4 separate regions of the Mus musculus genome follow, and all the other regions are linked to region 3. A link is a contact called in public Hi-C, HiCAR-type and HiChIP or PLAC-seq data. All regions are on one chromosome and are shown on one strand. Each heading gives the region's core, a stretch centred on a gene start, on an enhancer-like site or on the middle of the called end of the contact. The rest is flanking DNA. Distances are from core to core; before and after follow the strand shown.

Region 1 (4,663 bases), core at 832-3,331, 1.8 Mb before region 3:
GCAGACAACAATAACTCCATTTCTTACCTGGTTAGTTTGGAACCTGGCAGCATCCAGTCCTTTTCTGCTTACCATTCTCATAGAGGCTCAGGCAAGGGACCTGCATATGTTTCTTCTCCCAGGAGAACTTCCATGGACAAGAAAATGTACACCAGGGTTGGATAAAACTTAACAAATGCTGGGTGGAGGGGTTAAATGTTATTTTCTTTAAAAAATAATAATATACCTATTTTATTCTAATAGTTTTTGCCTTTAGGGAGTTTATATATAAACCCAGAGACTGCGAGGTGAAGACACATTTAAAAAAATTGATATGATCGTTGTATATTTACTTTTAAACCAGACAAGCATATAATCAAACCAAACCACAAACAAACAAACAAACAACCCAAATCAAGGCACTTCCCAGATGATTAAGTCAAGAGCAAAATGACCCGGCCCAAAGAATGAGGGCCTAGCATCAAAAAAGTGTCATGGATTAATTTTTACTGGAGTTCAATGTGCTATATGCCACTGCCAAGAGAAAAGAATCTTGCCTGGTCTCAGTTTTTTTCAGATTCTTTGACTCTAATAAGAATGAATATTAAACTAAATTGTTAGCAGCTGGTTGCCTATCTAAACCTAGCAAAGTTCCTGGGAGCTATTATAGAGGTTTTAGAAAGCTGACCTAGTGTGCCTCACACAGTTGTTGGAAAGAGTGGCCTCTTTTCCAGGTGCATTGTTACAGTCGTTCAAATTCACCATCAGAAAAGCAGGGGACATTTCTCCCCAACAGTGAAATCTGCTAAGGCAAGGTACACACCTTCCCTACATCTTGACTGTTCTCCACAGTTCTGCTAGAACTTTTGTGTAAACTTTTCCTTATCCTTGGCTACTTTTGTTATGGAAGCCTCTCTCCTGAAGAACGCCTGCATCTTTGAATAGGATCCTAGCCATGTCTCCCAGGAGCCTTTGCGGGATTTCTGCACTTGCCTGACACCATGTTTAAATGACACTTTCGTGGTTTGCAACAAAAAATAACAGGCCTTTTTCAGGAGATGAACAAAGAACAACAAATAAAGTCATATCGCCAAGCTTGGATAAATAAATACTAGGCAAATCTACAATTTAAAAATCTCTTGTAAGAACCAGGGGAGATTCTTAACATCTTTCTTATTTAGGCCTCCACAACCCCCCCTTTCCTTTGCAGGAAATAGTTTCATTTTTCTGCCAATAAATTGCTTTGTGATATATATTTTGAGATCAACTTAGCTTTTTCTGCTTTTTGGCCTATTAAACGGAAGGCTCGGGGGTTGGGGGGTGAATCAAACTTTACAACCTGGTATTTTCACATCTGGCAACTTTTCGTTTCCTGGATATGTTAGATAATTTACAAACTATGTGTTTTGATGCCTTGTCACTTAAAGTGTATTTAGGGAGGTTAAAAAAAAAAAGTCCCCCACTGAACAATCGGTTGAATATGCTGCAAACCATGCTTTATCTAAATACCCCCACAAAAATACCCCACACTGAGTATTTATAATTTTAGATGCCACACATAAAGTGTATACATGTTGCAGTAATTATATACATATTGAATGCGGTAAGGGAGAAAGATGGATATTATTGTAACTCTCATTCAGTCACTGATGAAAATTTTGTCAACCCAAAATGAAAATCTACAAAAATCCCTTGTTAAAAGCACCTTCACACTCGTATTGAAACTGTGTGTGTGTGTGTGTGTGTGTGTGTGTGTGTGTGTGTGTGTTTAATACGTCCACACACTATGAAATGTTTTTGGATCAAGTCTGAATACAATATATTTTAGGCTTTCTCTTCCTAAAAGGGTAATACAGAGCTTGTGAAAACGCAGGTCCATTTCTGAGTTAGTTGTTTACGAAAAAGCACATGCTAATGTAACAGTGTATATGGAATTAAAGAGAAAATGTCAAACACGCCGTGACATCCAAAATACATTCAGCTGCTGCCTTTTACTATGGGGACTTTCATTCTGCCGCGGACTGCCTCCAAGACCCAGTGGTTTTGTGTGTTGGGTTAAAAATAGCCTGCCAAGCCTGACAACTAGATTCTGATTGGCCCGAAAGGGAGGCCGTTCAGCCAATGAGAGCGTCTGGGAACAAAAGCAATTCTTTTGTGTGTATGTGTGTGAGAGAGAGATGCTCAACCCACGTCAAAACAGCTTCGGGCTGTAGAAATGATTTGGGTAGAGATTTAACAAGGTAATAATGCATTTCAGCCCTCTGAAAGGTTTGAAGCGGAACAAAGCGGGGGGTGGGGTGAGGGGAGCCGGGAAATCTACAAAAGAAATGGAGCCAGAGCTCAGCTTCTACCGATGAATCATATGGGTGTTCGTGCTACAAGCAATACTCGTTTTCCTTCCCCCCACCTCCCTGAGACCTTTACTTACTTTTCAGGCATTTTCTCCTCCCAAACAGACAAAAGCCATCAAAGGCTTTTTACTAATGTGCAAGTTTGTTGTTGTGATTCGCTGGCAAGGAGAAAGGGACAAAACCCAACTACAAAACTCATTTCATTAAATGTCACAAAAAGAAAACAAAGACCCATGAGTTGTACGCCGTGAGTAGTGAAGATCCTGAAACTTTGAGCTTTAGATTGTGGGTATCAAACACAGCCCACACTCTCAAAGACAGTTCCGGGTCGCTCTCCAGATATGGAAAACAAAGAGGGACTTGATTAGAGACAGCTCTGGGTGCTCAAGGCCTTGCGAGCATCGGGCCGCCAGGGGTCGCTGTTGCACAGTCGACGAATCTCTTCCGCGGCGCTTTCCTGTGTGTCTTTAAGGAAAGAAATAGGATTTGATAGGTACTTCTAGCTTAGGACTAAAAAGGGGTTTGGGGGGGGGGGGTGAGGGGGCGCTGTCGCCGTTTGAAATCCTTAAGTACGGCTTATGATCAACACTATGGGACAAAGCAACCGAAAACACAATTTACTATACAGGGAATTTAGTGCCACGGAGGACAAATGTTGCTGCAATAACTTGGTATTGTGACTTAAGAGAGCTTTTCCTAAACCACGTCGCGATTTTAAATTAGATGAAAAGAGTGAGCACACAACGCTGTTACGGATACCTTATTGTCTCCAATATGTATATGCGAGTGACCTGTGTAATGTACCCAGCCAGACGTGTTTTGGCAAAACAATTCAGATAATACGTGGCTTACATATTAACCACAGAGGAAAGTGTCAGTTCAACACACTGTTTTCCTCTTGAGCGTAGATTTCACGGTACAGGACACATAAGCAAAACTTAAGAAACCTTTACTCCTGGTGTGGGTGTGGCATCTAAAATAACCCCGCTTCTGAGTAAAAGAGGAACAAACGTTTATAGTCTAATTGGGCATGATAAACTAACAATGCCCAAACATTTTCTGTTTGAGAAAAAGCATAACATATTTATTTGTGAAGTATTGTTCCAAAGTACATATTGGAGCCAGTAATGGACTTTTTTCCCCTGTTCATATTCATCTAGCAAACATACAAAACTGGAAGCGTCCTGTGCCTTTCTTTTTCTATGACACTCAATTATAATGCGTTGTACACAGCATATAAGGAACTAAAAGGCAAAGAATAAAACCTACTGATTAACTATATTTCCAAACAGCTACATTCCCAGAAGACTGTGTGTATGCCTGCCTGCACGTATTCAGCATTCGACAGCTCCAAAAACAAGGTCTATTCCCTTAAGGACTGTCATGAGTTTTATGAAGTTTGCTCAATCATGTTGGCCTAACAGCAGCTAGAGAAACTGATCATTTAGCCAGTAGGTATAATTGTCGTAGAGAGCCCAAGAGACTTAATAGAAATAGCATGAGGTGGTGTCAGTGGAAGAGTGTTGGGCCACCGTATGTATACTGCCTTATTCCATGCATTGGCTGAGTTCCTTACTTGCTCAAACCCAGGCCTTGCAGCTGCCCCCCATGCCAGACCCATCCCATTGGCAAGCACCAATCCCTAATTTTACTAAAGATGCTCTGTTATGCTTCAGACAGGAGCATCTTGTCCTCTGAGAGGCTCCAACCAGCAGCTGATTGAGACAGTTTCAGACACCCACAGCCAAACAGTACATGGAGCTTGGGAACTCCTACGGGAGAATAGGAGGAAGGATTGCAGGCCAGAAGGGGATAAGGACCCCATAGGAAGACCAACAGAGTCAACTAACCTTTGGGGCTCTCAGAATCTGAACTACCAACCAAAGAACATACACAGGCTGGACCTAGGCCTTCCCGTACATATGTAGCAGATATGCAGCTTGGCCTTCATGTGAGTCCCAAATAACTGGAATGGAGGGATTGACGTGACTGCCCCAAAAGCTGATGCCTGTAGGTGGGATATGTTCTTCTAGTTGGGCTGCCTCCTCGTCTTGCCTCAGTGGGAAGAGAAGTGCCTAGCATGGAGGAGACTTGATGTCCCAGGGTGGGGTGTGTTCTCAGAGGGGCCCCTACCAGCTCAGATGAGAACGGGGGGGGGGGGGGAGGGAGAGTGGGGGAAGGGTTGCGGAAGGGGGTGACTGGGATGGAGGCTGTGAGCTAGACGTAAAGTGAATAAGTAAAAAAATAAAATTAAAGAGAGAGACAGAGACAGAGACAGAGAGATGAGAAAATGCAAGCAGTTGTTGCCCACACTGCTCCACCTCTATAGCCAC
Region 2 (4,363 bases), core at 766-3,265, 1.1 Mb before region 3:
ACTGCGAAAGAGGGTTCTTTGAAAGACAGAATTTCCTTAAAGGGACTGCTGTGACAAATTGGGTATAAGGTCTGGGAGAAACTGAAACCACCCTTCGACTTCACTCCCTAGCAAATAAAGTGATCCTTTCCTTGGACTCACAGGCTATTTAAATCACTGAAAGGTACTGTCCAAACTATGGCACTGTCACTAAATTAAAAAAAAAAAAAAAGAAAGAAATAAAAAAATTATTACCACTCTATCTTGTGCCAGATCTTCACAGCTGTGACATGGTTTAAATTCCATAATCCATCCCCAAGAGGAGCCCACCCAAAGCAAAAAAAATCAAATTCATCCATCCATTATAAGATGATCCATCCAATAGACTATATCTTAACCTGATACAGTCATCATATTGTAGTTTTTGGAAGGGCTTGTTCTGCCCAAGAGAAGTTCCTCCTTACAGCTGATTCTGCTGTCTACCATTTGCACGTTGGTGCTGTTTTGAGTGCTACCTCCTGCTGGTGAGGCTTCGTACAGCACGCAGATGGAGCCATCCTCTCCAATCCGGTAGGACACTTCGTAGGGGTCAACCCAGAGTGTGAGTTCACTTGGGAGAAGCCTGAACAACTCCTGACTGCTCAGTCCAATCCGCTGGGCTGCCTGTCCAATCAGAGGATCCATCTTATGGTTGATGCGAATACAACGGTAACCTGATCCCTTGCACGGCTTTTCTGGGAACCAGTGATGTTTGTAATGTTCTGTGGAAGAAAAGAACAGAGAAACAATGCTCAGGACGGTAGTCAACGCAGCCGTACCGTAGCGTACTTTCCTCCTCCTGCTGCTAGCTTCTTAGCGAAGCGAAAATGAAAACCACCAACTTTCACAAATGTCCGGGACCGAATTCGCTGTCGTGAGACAGAATAGAGAAAGCAAAGACACTGTGGCAAACACTGTCCGGGTACTGACCGGTTGAGCCGCCAAAACAGGAATCCCGCGCGCAGCCCTGGATGGCCAACTAGCTGGATGGCACAGGCAAGCGGGCGGGAACCTGTTTACTTTCTCCACCCCAACGGGGTCCCATACAATAGACTTTATGGAACTGGTGGGGGGTGGGGGCAAGACAACGCCACTATGGCCAGTTAACCCCAAAGGGAAGAAAACCCAAGAAACCTTAAACCAAGATCTGGGTTGGGTTGTAATTGTACCGGTGACAAATCCGATGATTAATGGGCAAGAGGCACAGGAGGTGCGGAGACCTGGCACGTCCGTCCCGGGCCGGCTCCGAAACACAGAGGCGACAAGCCACCCAGGGGCTCAGCCGCAGACTCTCGCAACGGTCGCGGCGACCCGGCAGAGGAGACCGACGGGACTCCGGGCCCTGGGTCTTTTGTCCCCCGCGACCGGCCGGTAGCCGTCGGGGCGCAGCTCCGCGTCGCCCCGCTTCGGATCCTTTGTTGTGCGTGTCGCGGCGCCCCGCCGCCCAGCTCCCCCCCCCTCCCCCAGCCACGACCGGGACGCGCCCGTTAGTGGCGACCCGCGACGGTCCCCGCGCCCCGCTCACCTGCCAGCAGCTCCTGCAGGCTCTGGCTGAAAGTCTGCAGCTGTCGCTCGCTCGTGAGCCCCTTGGTGCGGAGGAACTTGGAGATGAAGGACACCGCGGCGGCGATCTCGCCTATCATGGTGGCGGCCCGGGTGTAGAAGGGATGCATGGGGGCGGCGGCCGGGGGTGGCCCGGGGCGGCCGGGGCTCGGCCCCGACGGCGAAGCGGCCACCCCGGGCTCTCGCCCAGACCCGACGGCCGAGAGGAAGCGAGGGCGCGAGGCGCGGACGGCTACTGGTTCTAGGGGATTTTTTTTCTTTCCTTTAGAGTAAAAAAGTTATTTTCAAGCCAGGAGGCGGCAGGAGAGACAGAGAGAGACGAGCGATGGCGGCCTGGTCACATCGCTCGGACCTCCCCAGCCGCCTCCGCCTCCAGCTCGGTAGCCTCCGAGGATCCCGAGAGTTGCATTTCCAGCTCCGAGGGGCGAAGAGCTGCCGCCGCCGTGCAGCTCATTTTATAGGGCTGCGGAAAGGAAGTGGCGTACCCGGGGCGTGAGGGCGGACGCCAGCCAATCCGGAGATCGCACCATTGTGACGCAGGCAGATTCGGGGCTGGAGGGGGCGGGAGAAAGGCCGCCAGGGGGCGTGCCCAGAGGCCGGGATGAGAGGGAGGAGCTGACGTAATCTGCTTGTAAACAAATAAACCCCCCGAGTGGCAGCCTGAGACTCCGGAGCGGTGGAGGGCGGAGAAAGAAGCCAAGGAGGCGCGTGTGAAAGCTCCGCCCCCGAGCTAGCTCCGCCCCCGGTTCGGGCCAGCGGGGACCCTCCAGTCCCCGAGCGGGCTCCGGGTTCCTCACTTACTGCGGTGTGGCTGGAACCTCAGGACTGAGGTTCGGTCTCCGCAGCCCCAGTCCTTTGCGTACCCCATGTTTACATCTGAGCCCAGTTCCAGCCGGCTTGGCTGGCAGCCCTGGCGGGAGGAGCGTGCGGTGGCGGAGACTAAGGCTCCGCTAGGGAATGGAAGGAAGGACTCGCTCCCTGGAGCTATCCTGCGGCTTAATCCAAGCCATTGCCCCTAGGGTTTGCAGAACCCCGGGGGGCTGGGGGGGGGGAGAAGATGAGCCTTGAAACTCATAAAAATCTGCATATGTATTTTAGAAAGGCACAACAAATTCGTTTTTCTAGTTCAAGTGATGTCAGAACTTTAGAGTTGTGCTGCTGTTGACACATAAGATAAAACTTTAAGCTTGTCGAGAGTGTTAAGCATAGACACCCATATTTACTGGCAAAGACGGTTGTAAACAGCCTAGAAAAAAAGGAAAGCATGAGCCTGCTAAAACTATTAGACCCAAAATAGGGTTAACCCAACTCTCTTAAAGTAGGAGAAGGGAGAGAAAACAATGAAGTCCAGGCAGGAAGAAGAAAGCAAACAAGAGGCAGAAGTTGAACTCTACCAGATGGAAATAAATATTTAGAGTTTAGTTGGTCATCAGATGCAATACACACCACTTTAAAATATATATATGTGTGTGTGTGTGTGTGTGTGTGTGTGTGTGTGTGTGTGTGTATGGAGCTAGAGGAGAAACAAGAGGATAATTGGTTCTGAAATTAATTTGAAAAGGTGACCTATACATCATTTATCATTAATATACAATACTTAAGTACCCACATATTATCTAAAGATAATGTTAGAAAGCACTTCAGAAAGTATCAAGTTTTTTTTTATAATAAACTGAATCAAAAAATAACATCTTTGTGCATGTGTGTGTGTGCGTGTGCGTGTGCGTGTGCGTGTGCGTGTGTGTGTGTGTGTGTGTGTGAATTGTCAGATAGGACTTTCTGAAAACAGACGCAGGGTTTTGACTGGAGGCTCATCTTACCATCCCGGAAGATAAAGAACCAAAAGTGAGTCCTTGAACCATAGGCTATCAAGAGGTCTGCATCTCTCTCTCCCACCCGCCTCCCCACGCGTTCTGTCCTTTCCAGTCTGGATTAGGAAGAGAATAAAACTGTCTCCTTTGCCTGTGACTGTGAATCCCATCCCAGTGACTCAGAGTATAAACAGACTCCTCTACAAAGCAAAAATAACGAACAAAGCTAACAAAATACTGAAGTTTGAACCGGGACATCTCCCAATTCCTGATTCTCTCCACAAACTTCACTGCCTTCCCAGACATCATCAGGCCCTCATCTGAAAACTTTAAGATTAGCTCAAGGACCGGGCATAATTAACACATACTCCCAGAACTCCAGAGGAGATGCAGACAGATCTCTGTGAGTTCAAGGCCAGCGAAAGATGCATAGTTGAGTCTTTGTCTCAAAACAAAGCAGTCAGTTCAAGAAGTGAAGGGAAGTTTGCCTGTAATTTTATCCAGAGGCAGGGGACCTTGGGCTATACCTCAGTCGGTAGAGTGTTTACCTATAATTCGGGAAGCCTGGGTCAGATTCCCCAGCAGGCACATGCCTGTAATTCCTGTCACCAAGGGAGTAAAGCAAGAGGAAGAATTCAAGGTCATCCTCACCGAATAGCTTTGGCAAGTCTGAGTGTAGGTGAGACCCTGAAAGCAGCCATGCGTTAAAAATCATAAGATCTCTGTCAAAACAAATTCAGGAAACGAACTTTGTGGGGTTTGTGTTTTGTTTTGTTTTGATTTGATGTGTTTAGTTGGCAAACATCAGGTTAGCAGTGGGGCCTTGAAGCTCAGGAAACATTGTTTATAGGGATAACTATCGAACGATTAACGGGAATCCAAAGGGCTGAGAGTTTTGGTTCCCTCATCAAATGCTTTTAACTACAAAGAAAAAGATATAGTTGCATAGAATAAGGGAGTGGGTTTCTCTG
Region 3 (4,207 bases), core at 60-2,559:
AGTTTTTATCCTATGAAAGGGCTTGTTTTTCTAATTCAAGCACCTTTCTGTCAATGACACCCCAGCCTCACAGACATTTGTGACTGCCTGAAGAACTACAGTGTCTCACACCCTTCAAAGAGGCCCTCCACTTACTTTGTACAAATCTCCCCTAAAACTTTGGAAGAGTGGAACAATGCTATAAATATATGTTCAGTGGATTACAGCAAGCAAAGTGAAGCTTCAATTTGAGCACTTAGCTGGCAAACTGGGCAGTGCAAGATTTTTTTAACCAATTTCCTACATTAAAAAAAAAAACAGATGCCAAAAAATGTTAAAAATTTAGTTTTCTTGGGTTATAACACTATGAAGACTTAATGGTGTTATGTAAAGATTTTAGGAAATCAAGATACGAGGTTTATACCCCCGTGGTTCCTTATGTATTTATCAAAATTCAGTATCCCTAAAGAGCCCCAGGGCCGCTCAAATAAGGCGCACAAAAGCTGAGAGGCAAACTGTTTCACAGATCATCCCCATAACCGAGGCCCTTGAGGCCCTTGCCTCGGAGAAGAGAACAGTCTCCAAAGAGTTAGCCAGCCGAAGTACAATCACAGCGCTACCCAGCAGAAACACCGGGAAGCGAACGCGGAAGCCAGGGCAACCGGGCGGCCAGCCCCGGACGTCGCTAGGAGGTGCGGGGCAGCCAGGACCAACCTGTGCTGTCGCCGGCAGAACCCCGTGGCCCTCCCGGAGCGGCCTCTCCCGGCCCGCGGCCCCGCCCGGCTCTCGGGGTCGGTCCATTCATTCCGCACCCGGGACTGCCGCAGCCCCGAGCCCCTGCGGAGGAAGAGAAGGGAGCTCCGGGGCAGAGCGGCCGGCCACGGGCCACCACCCGCGCCCAGAGTCCAGGCCACGCCGCGATTCCCGCCCCGCGGAGGAACAGAAGCCGCCGAGGCCCGCACCGGTCCCGCGCCAGAGCCCGAAGCCCGCAGCCCCGCCCTCTCCCGGGCAGCCGCCAGGGCCTCCCCGGCCGCGGCCGCACCGCCCGGGCGTCCCGCTTGTCCGGCGTTCAGAGGCGGCCGGAAGTCTCCCCGGCGCCCCCTCCTCAGCGCCCGACTTCCTCGCCGCCGAGGCCGGACCCTTCTCCGCGATGCCTTAGAGAGGCCTCTCGGAGGCTGCGGAGGGAAGCGGACGGCCGCGCGGCCCGGCGCGCCGGAGCAGAGCCAGTGGCCCGAAGCCCGCCTGGGCGGTTACCTTGATGATCCTGCGGGGCAGCCCGGCCATCTTGTCAGATCCCGAGTTCGGCCTCTGCTCTTGTCTCCGGCTCCGCTCTCCTCACGCTCGAGTGGAAGTCCCGGGCTCCACTTCCGGGGAACGTCGCCGCGCCCGCCTGTCGCTACCTCCGCCGAGGCCCCTCGGGAAATGTAGTCCCTGCTAGGACGCGGGCTTCCGACAGCCTTCCCTCCGACCTGGTGGCCCCCTCCCCCGCGCTCCCCGCCCCAACCCCAGCCGGGGGTGGCGGAAGTGACGCTCCGCGGCGGGGCAGGGACTTGGGGGGAGGCGGCGCGAGGCGGCGCCGAGCTTCTTGGCCCGTGGCAGAATCGGCAACACTGGGCGGCCGGCGTCCACGAGCGAGCGCTGTACGTGCGACCACGCCTGCGTCGGGGGGCGACGTAACAAAGGCCCGGCCCCCGACGCAGCCCATTCATTCATTCGTTCCGTTTGTTCATTCAGCGTGTCCGCAGTGCGCGTGGCGGGCTGGCGCTGCAGCGGTTCCCTGCGGACAGGGCAGGCGGGTCGCGCGCTCCTCCTCGGTGGCGAACAGGCCGGAAGTCAATACCAAAGCTTCTAACTGGGAATAACGCTGCTTGCCAAGGACCACACACACACCCGCGACAAAAAAAATTTTTTCTAAACGTTTAAATTTCACATAAAAAAGGGGGCCTCTCTGGCGCTCCCCAAAAGAGAGTTCGGAACAAGGGAGGAGGCAAAAGGCACGGCCTCTAAACGCCTGGATCCTGCAGGATATTTAATCTTTGTGGTTGTTGGTTTTCCTGAGAAAGGGCTCCCTATGTAACCAAGTCTGGCCTGGTGCTCTCTATTCTGTACGCACCGAGCTGACTTGGAACTCGTGATTCTCCTGCCTCTGCCCCCTGAGTAGAGCTAGGCTTGTGCCACCACTTAAGGTTGAGCCTAGCAATCGAGATTTACGTGCTAACTAGAAGAAGGATCTGATTAGAGTGTAAGGGTCCATGCATGATTCGCTGAAGAATGATACCCCAGACCCAAACGGTATGTAAACGCAGAGAGGGCTTTATTCTGCAGAAGTCCAGCTTGCTAGGGTCTCTCATTCCAAGATGGAGACCTGGAAGTGAGCTCACAGTTCAGATTTAAAGCACATTAGGGGTGTGGTGGGGACATGAGTGGCTGAAAACTGTTGCTGAGGAAGTCTGGAAACTACTGCTGACCCACTGTCCTTGCTTCAGGCCAGGTGGTGGGGCAGCTTCTGAGGCCTGGACTTGCCTAGTTCTTAGAAACAGGGATTTAGGCCTCGTCTTCTGAATTGCCAATTTGAAGTCAGCCTAGCCTTCTCAAGGGGATAGAAAAGCCTGTAATCCCCAAAGGCGTTGGATTACTCATAGAATGAGGGCCCTAAAAGTGGAGGTGTCTCACAAGGATCGCTGGGTGTTTCCATTTCTTTTCATGTTGCTGTGGTAAAACACCCTCCAAAAGCAACTTAAAGGAAAAGGGTTAATTTTAGCCCCAAGTTGCATCACAGGGAGACAATCCCAGCTGGTCACATCAAATTCATAATCAGAAATAGAGTTGGGAGGCAGAGGCAGGCAGATTTCTGAGTTTGAAGCCCGCCTAGTCTACAGAGTGAGTTCCAGGACAACCAGGGCTACACAGAGAAACCCTGTCTCAGAAAAAAAAAAAAAAAAGAAACAGAGAGCAATGAATCTTACATGTTAGTGTTCAGCTTTCTTCATTTTTCCTGTTTAGAATTAAGATGGGTATCCATCAATTAAATCAAGACAGTCCCCACAGGCAGGCCCAGAGGTGTTTCTAGATCTTATCAAGTTGATAACACTAACTTATGGCCGGTGCTTTCAGGAGTCAGATCCACTGGACTTGGAGCTAAGGAAGGTTGTGAGCCACCTTGTGAGTCCTCTGCCAGAGCAACAAGTACCCATTACTGCAAAGCCATATCTCCATAGCTCTGTTCACGAGACTGCTGTTTAGATAGACTTAACATTGTCCAAGGTTATAACAAAATAGTTCAGCTCCTTTCCCAGGCATGTCTGTCAAACCACAAGCCCCACCTGAATGAAACAAAAGGAAAAAGGAAAGGAACACCACTGGTCCTAGGTACAGTGGGTGAGAAAGGTTACTGTAGATAAAAGGGAGAGAGCATAGCTGGGTGGTGGTGGCGCACACCTTTAATCCCAGCACTTGGGAGGCAGAGGCAGGTGGATTTCTGAGTTCGAGGCGAGCCTGGTCTACAGAGTAAGTTCCAGGACAGCCAGGGCTACACAGAGAAACCCTGTCTCGAAAAACAAAAACAAAAACAAAAAAGGGAGAGCATAGCCAGACTGATGTCTGGGAAAGTCCAGAGTGGACATGACCAGACTTGAGTTGGGCTACGTGAGGAGAGGGGGAGGGGAAAGGAGACAGGAGAACCAGGTGCAGCAGCCCGGAAGCCCAGAGAAGCGTAAAAGGCCATGTAACCAAAACGGTTGGATTATACAGGGGAGGGCAGCCCAGCCGCCAGGATGGAGAAGTTTAAGGTAGGATGCTGGGTATGCTAGCTTGGCCAGGAGAGTCCTGTAACAGGTAGGGGCTTTGGGATGCTGGGAGAACCTGGCAGCTAGGTCTGCTTTGATATATTAGATAGGTACCTCAGCCGTTTGTCCCAGGTTTGAACTAACGTTACCTAACAATGGCTCCCAGCACTGCCAGCATAAAATGATTTTTGTTGTTACCTCATAGCTGGAATTTTGCTACTGCTATGGATTGTACTGTAAATACCTGTGTTTTCCAATGGCTTTAGGCAACCCCTGTGAAAGGATCGTTTGACCATCCCCAAAGGCACTGCAAGCGCAACCCACAAGCTGAAAAAGCAATGTTCTCCATGATGAGTTAGAGTCTATGGGCTATGAGACAGCCTGCGAACCAGCCCTGTGCTATGAGAAGGGAGGGAAAATACGTTAAGGAAAAATGTGATTGC
Region 4 (4,791 bases), core at 441-2,940, 1.8 Mb before region 3:
AGAGAGAAACAAAACAAAAAAACCCCAAACAAAGAAAAAAACAAAACCAAAAGCCAAAACAAAACAAAACTGAAAACTGGCTTTAAAATCTTTGACAAACTAACTATCCATTTTTATGTGCTATAATCTTCAAAAATCATATTTCTCAATTGTATACATGAGATTATTCCTGGAAATTATGCCACAGCCATAACCTAAAAGATAATGTTAATATACATTACTTAAAGATATTTTGATTAACACAAACCATTTTCATTTTCACTCATTTTCTGTTACCTCTTAAAATTTAATAAAATAAATATTTTCTAGAATCTGGGCATAAAGAAACTTCTCATGCCCTAATGCTTAGACTTCATTAAGAGAGAACTGATTACAAACTTGTGTGTTTTAGAGAAAGAGAAAAACACTGTCTCTAAAATTCTTTAATGAGAATAGAACTTATATTAAATAGGATCCATTTGGTCAATGTTCTGTTAAGTTACATTGCTAGTATCAGCTGCATAAATCATACCTTATATCTCAGATAGCATGACTTGTACATTCCAGGCAATGGGCAAGAAGGGACAGAAAGACACAGAAAATGATAAAAATCGATTAAATATCGTGTTTGAGATTACCCAAGCTCTTCTTCTCTCATCACAGTTGATTTTTCCTCAACTGTGTTGACATGTAAAGGCATCTCCCAGAATACTATTAGAATCTACAAGACATAATCAGGTAGGATGATTGAGTCTTACAAAGATGTGGTCCTGTTCAATTTCATAGAGAAGAGTTTGTCCATTTTCCATTTTAAAAGAGGGAAATAGTCTCACGGTGGTTTTTAGGGGCATTTGGGGTCTTTCACCTCCTGCCTCTCTTGGAAAAGCCCGCAGGCCTAACCTAGGGTCATCCTGTTGACACACTAAGTCTCCCTGGGACTTAGAGTACTTTGAGACAGAGAAAAGATGCTGGAGGAGGTGGGGCTGGAGGGGTTTCGTTTCCATGTGAATAAAAGCCCAGCAAAGGCTGTGTTGGCTGTTCCTTCCTAGTGACTCACGCCTCTGCTTTTATAAGCTCACTTTTATTTTCTCTTGGTAAGTATTAGTCTGGGCTGTTATACAGTGAGGCGTTTTTTAGCATGTTCAGTCACAAGGCAGGCCGGGAAAGAAGTCATTTCAAGATCCAAGCTGAGTTCTTGTTGCACAATGAGAGTGGCAGCCCTTGGCCAGAGGGTAGAGCCAAAGTGCAGTAAGCTTCCTTGGTTGGGGGCGGGGGGTGAGGGGGGAGAGAAGAAACGAAATCTCTAAATCGCTGTCCTTCCTTGTGAAGATCCTTTCAGTGTGGGCTGAAATGTCTCCACAGATGGATTGCACACAGACCCAGAAAACTGAGAATAACGTGAGTTATTCTGTTAGCCAAGAAACAAGGCTAGTTCTTTAAGGGACATTACTCCTGAATGTATGGAAGGGAAAACTCCCATCCCATGAGTTTACAAGGCTGTTAAGACATTTTCAATGTTTTGTTTGTTTGTTTTCTATGTTTCAGTTCAAATTCTTTGGAGAAATGTATGAAAGACCAGGCAGCCAAGATCTCCAACTCATTTCCTCTAATTCTTTCAGCTAGCCTCTAGTAAATTTGTTTGATCACAGTACAGAACTGGGCATGCCCTGAAGTGTCTCTTTCCTCTGTTAAAAAAAAAAGATGATACTACAGAAAACCAGCTGCAGTTGGTCTGTAAAGAGGAGCTGAAACCACAAGTGGGCCTTGGGGCTGGAACAGAAACAATACACTGCACAAGATGGAGCCTTAAATGAGAGTAGAGGCTTCTCTTCAAAGCCTGGAGAGGAGTTGGGGAAGGTCAAGGAGGAAGAGACCAGGGCCTCTTCAGAGAGCAGCCTTATCTCTAGACCAAATCCCTGAGCTGAGCAATCTCTCTGGGTAGTCTCAAATCAACCCCTAGAACAAAGGGTCAACTTTGAATAACCTTTATGCAGCCAAACGTTTTGCAGCACATGATTCAGTTCAGCATAGTGTGTGGTTTTGTTTGTTTGTTTTTTTGTTTTTTGTTTTGTGTGTGTGTGTGTGTGTGTGAGAGAGAGAGAGAGAGAGAGAGAGAGAGAGAGAGAGAGAGAGAGAGAGAGAGAGCATACCAGGGAACTAAGTGCTATAGACTGAGAGATATCAAGTCACATTACTGACTGCTTCTCAAACTGCTATCCCAGGCAGAGTTCCAGGAAGGTGTGGCCTGCTTCGGGCTCTAGAATTGGGCTTGAAAGTCCAGGCCATGTTCTAATACCTTCTGTCTTTCCATTTTGAATATGTACATATTACCTTGAGCTTGAACTGGCTTTGATGTGGTTTCAAGAATGGCTATCTACAGGGTTCCCAAATAAAACACCTTTGCTTCTCTCCTTTGGAAGGTAGTGTTGTTTTGAAAAACTATCCTGGTGCTTTCATTTCTGGCCTTGGGCACTAAGTCTCACTGCTCTTCCATTTTCTGGTTGTGGTTTTGAAGTTTTTACTCACTAAAAAGTGAATTTGGTAAGTCACAGGAAATTAGCAGAGCAAGACATGGAGGATCAGAAGAGGAGCCAGCGCAAAGCCCTCCTCTCTCCAGTGGCTTCAAGATCTGTTATCCAAACCCCAAATTCTCCTTTCAGTGACATTTCTAGCCTTGACAGTTCTGTAGCTACACTGTCCTCTATAGCTATGCTTGCTTGCCCTCAGGAGTGAGGGCAACTAAGATGTGACTGACTTAAAACCAACATTAAAAATTGTCCTATTCACATAATCTTTTGGACCTATGCCTCTAACCCTATGGTATCTCCATAGTTTGAGTAATCTGAATTTGAGGAGTCAGACAGATCTACCAGATCTGTTCGTTTACAAAAACTAACCCTAACCAATCCTTCAAAGTCCTAGGTTTTTGGATTTGTCTTGCTTTGTTTTGTCTGTTTTTTCCCCTGTGGTGGAACATCTTGTGGGATTATTACTTTGTAACCTCAGTAAAAATACATGGATCAGAATTTTTAGTGGTGCGGGGGAGGGCAGGGTGCCTTTGTATTTCTTCACAGGGAACAGTCAAAACTCGCAGGAGGCCACAACTGCAGAGGACAAGGAGAACAGCTGCTGCTCCTGAATAACATGGGGTTTTGATAACAGGAAGTTGGGCAAGTCAGCAAAAGGAGAGTGGGAGAGAAAGCTGAATTGGGAGTGTGAAGTTAGGGACCCTCCAGAGACCCCTTTAAGTCCATAGGTAGGCAGGCAACAGCAAATAATCCAGAAAATTGCTGTAAGACCTAATTACACTTCACAGGAGGCTGGAGTCTTGGTTAACTTAGGCTGTCCTGACAAAACACCACACACTGAGATGACAGAACCCTCTTTTCTCACAGCTCTGGAAGCCCAAAGTCAAGACCAAGACTTTGGCATCTCTGAAGGCTTCCCGAGTTCTGAAGGAGCTCTAGTCTAATTCAGTGCCTGCTTAATGTGAGACAACCTTCTCCCTCTCATCTTCTTGCCAATTCCTAGCAACCCTTTATTAAGAGGTAACTTCACAGGCTGAGAGAGAAGTAACTTACTAAAGTGCTTGTCTTGCAAACACTGGAACCTGAGTTTCATAGCCATAACCCACATCAAAAAGCCAGGTGTGGTAGCAGGCCTTGCCAGCCAGAAAAACCTAGCTTAATTAGTGAATTCCGGACCAATGAATGATCCTTTCTTAAGAAACAAGTTCCACTGTGCCTGAGTAAAAGCAGTCAGGGTTGTCCACTGGCCTTCATATGCATGGAGATATATATATATACACACACACATATATATATGTATGTATGTATGTCTATGTATATATACATATATATATATATATGTATGTCTATGTATATATGTGTGTATATATATGTATATATATATATATATGTACATATATATATATCCATGCACATACACACACACATATATACATATATATACAAACATATACATATATACACATATACATATATACGCACATATATACATAGACATACATATATACATAGCCATACATATACATATATATGTATGTATGTGTATATTTGTATATACGTATATACATACACACATGTACATGCATATCCTCCCTTACTGCACACACATGAAAAGCTCTCTTTTCGTACTCAGTTACCCAATGACATGGATATTTTGGGCGACTACCATTTCAACGTGACTTTTATCCATAAATATTCAACTTTGCTTCTAGTAAATTAATAATAGATAAATGACAGTAAAGGAAATTCTAACCCTGTCTTACCAACAGTAAGTTGCAATCTCTTCAAGAGGGATGGCTGTCTTTAGTGTTGCTTGGTGCCCAGCATTTGCACTGTCAGGAACACAATAGCAAACTCGACCAATCATTCCATAAAATATAAATGAACGGACGTAGGAATTACTTACATCCAGAGAATAGTGTTTTTGAAAGAATATGCTTTCAAAGGTTCTTTTGTACCGAGGCTAATTTAAGCAACATAAACAGGAGAGTAAGAATTCATTTTGAAAGGGCTAAGTGTCTGAAGCCATAAGGTTGTTTATACTGATTTGATACATACACAGAATGGTTTTATAGGAACTCTGGCCAAGGTTATTGTGCCTTAGGGAACTGCTGTAAAATGTATAGCTGGAAAAGAAAAAGGAAAAGAAAAAGAACTTTAAGATGGGAAAAGGAGGCACTGGGCAAAGCTGTTCATTATCTAATAAACACAGAAGGGAATCAGAAAGCCTGAGAGCCCCCAAGATCCCTTAGTCCTGTGCTGCTCAAATTCAAAATCCACAGCA

The links. A called contact is a pair of places that touch in the nucleus more often than the background predicts. HiCAR-type assays count read pairs that join an accessible place to other places. HiChIP or PLAC-seq counts read pairs in DNA pulled down with a chosen protein or histone mark.
Region 1: a contact with region 3 is called in a HiCAR-type map of astrocytes, with 5 times the contacts expected there. The contact joins the enhancer-like site here to the promoter of Ube2n in region 3. A contact is called at or near these places in 3 of 39 promoter capture datasets (cranial neural crest, hippocampal neurons and pre-B cells), 4 of 115 datasets of contacts at active chromatin or transcription factors (astrocytes, large pre-B cells, pro-B cells and 1 more) and 2 of 9 other capture datasets (adipose tissue and liver).
Region 2: a Hi-C map of rod photoreceptor shows a contact between it and region 3, with 4 times the contacts expected there. The contact joins the promoter of Btg1 here to the promoter of Ube2n in region 3. A contact is called at or near these places in 3 of 39 promoter capture datasets (erythroid cells, neutrophils and pre-B cells), 4 of 484 Hi-C or Micro-C datasets (B cells, Sertoli cells, embryonic stem cells and 1 more), 3 of 115 datasets of contacts at active chromatin or transcription factors (T-cell acute lymphoblastic leukemia, astrocytes and pancreatic cancer cells) and 1 of 9 other capture datasets (embryonic stem cells).
Region 4: an H3K4me3 HiChIP or PLAC-seq map of pro-B cells shows a contact between it and region 3, with 8 times the contacts expected there. The contact joins the enhancer-like site here to the promoter of Ube2n in region 3. A contact is called at or near these places in 2 of 39 promoter capture datasets (the C10 cell line and embryonic stem cells), 5 of 115 datasets of contacts at active chromatin or transcription factors (T-cell acute lymphoblastic leukemia, astrocytes, embryonic forebrain and 2 more) and 1 of 9 other capture datasets (liver).

The regions. Positions count from the first base shown.
Region 1 is chr10:97,311,224-97,315,886 of GRCm38.p6, reverse strand. No RefSeq gene overlaps it. Among named protein-coding and RNA genes, the nearest start is that of Gm34044, 78 kb to the right of the region's middle. Within about 2 kb of position 2,081, at least 387 of the 459 cell types and tissues checked have an H3K27ac peak or open chromatin away from gene starts, as enhancers often do. A contact at or near this core is called in adipose tissue, astrocytes, hippocampal neurons and 3 more, where this site is marked.
Region 2 is chr10:96,614,653-96,619,015 of GRCm38.p6, reverse strand. It overlaps Btg1 (BTG anti-proliferation factor 1), which reads right to left and starts at 2,015. Exons shown (of 2, transcript NM_007569.2): 1 at 1,544-2,015; 2 at 1-740. The coding sequence starts at 1,691. The coding sequence ends at 373.
Region 3 is chr10:95,512,264-95,516,470 of GRCm38.p6, reverse strand. It overlaps Ube2n (ubiquitin-conjugating enzyme E2N), which reads right to left and starts at 1,309. Exons shown (of 4, transcript NM_080560.3): 1 at 1,234-1,309. The coding sequence starts at 1,263. It overlaps Gm46239 (a long non-coding RNA gene), which reads left to right and starts at 2,215. Exons shown (of 2, transcript XR_001779843.2): 1 at 2,215-2,271; 2 at 4,031-4,207.
Region 4 is chr10:97,331,165-97,335,955 of GRCm38.p6, reverse strand. No RefSeq gene overlaps it. Among named protein-coding and RNA genes, the nearest start is that of Mir3966, 90 kb to the left of the region's middle. Within about 2 kb of position 1,690, at least 51 of the 459 cell types and tissues checked have an H3K27ac peak or open chromatin away from gene starts, as enhancers often do. A contact at or near this core is called in T-cell acute lymphoblastic leukemia and astrocytes, where this site is marked.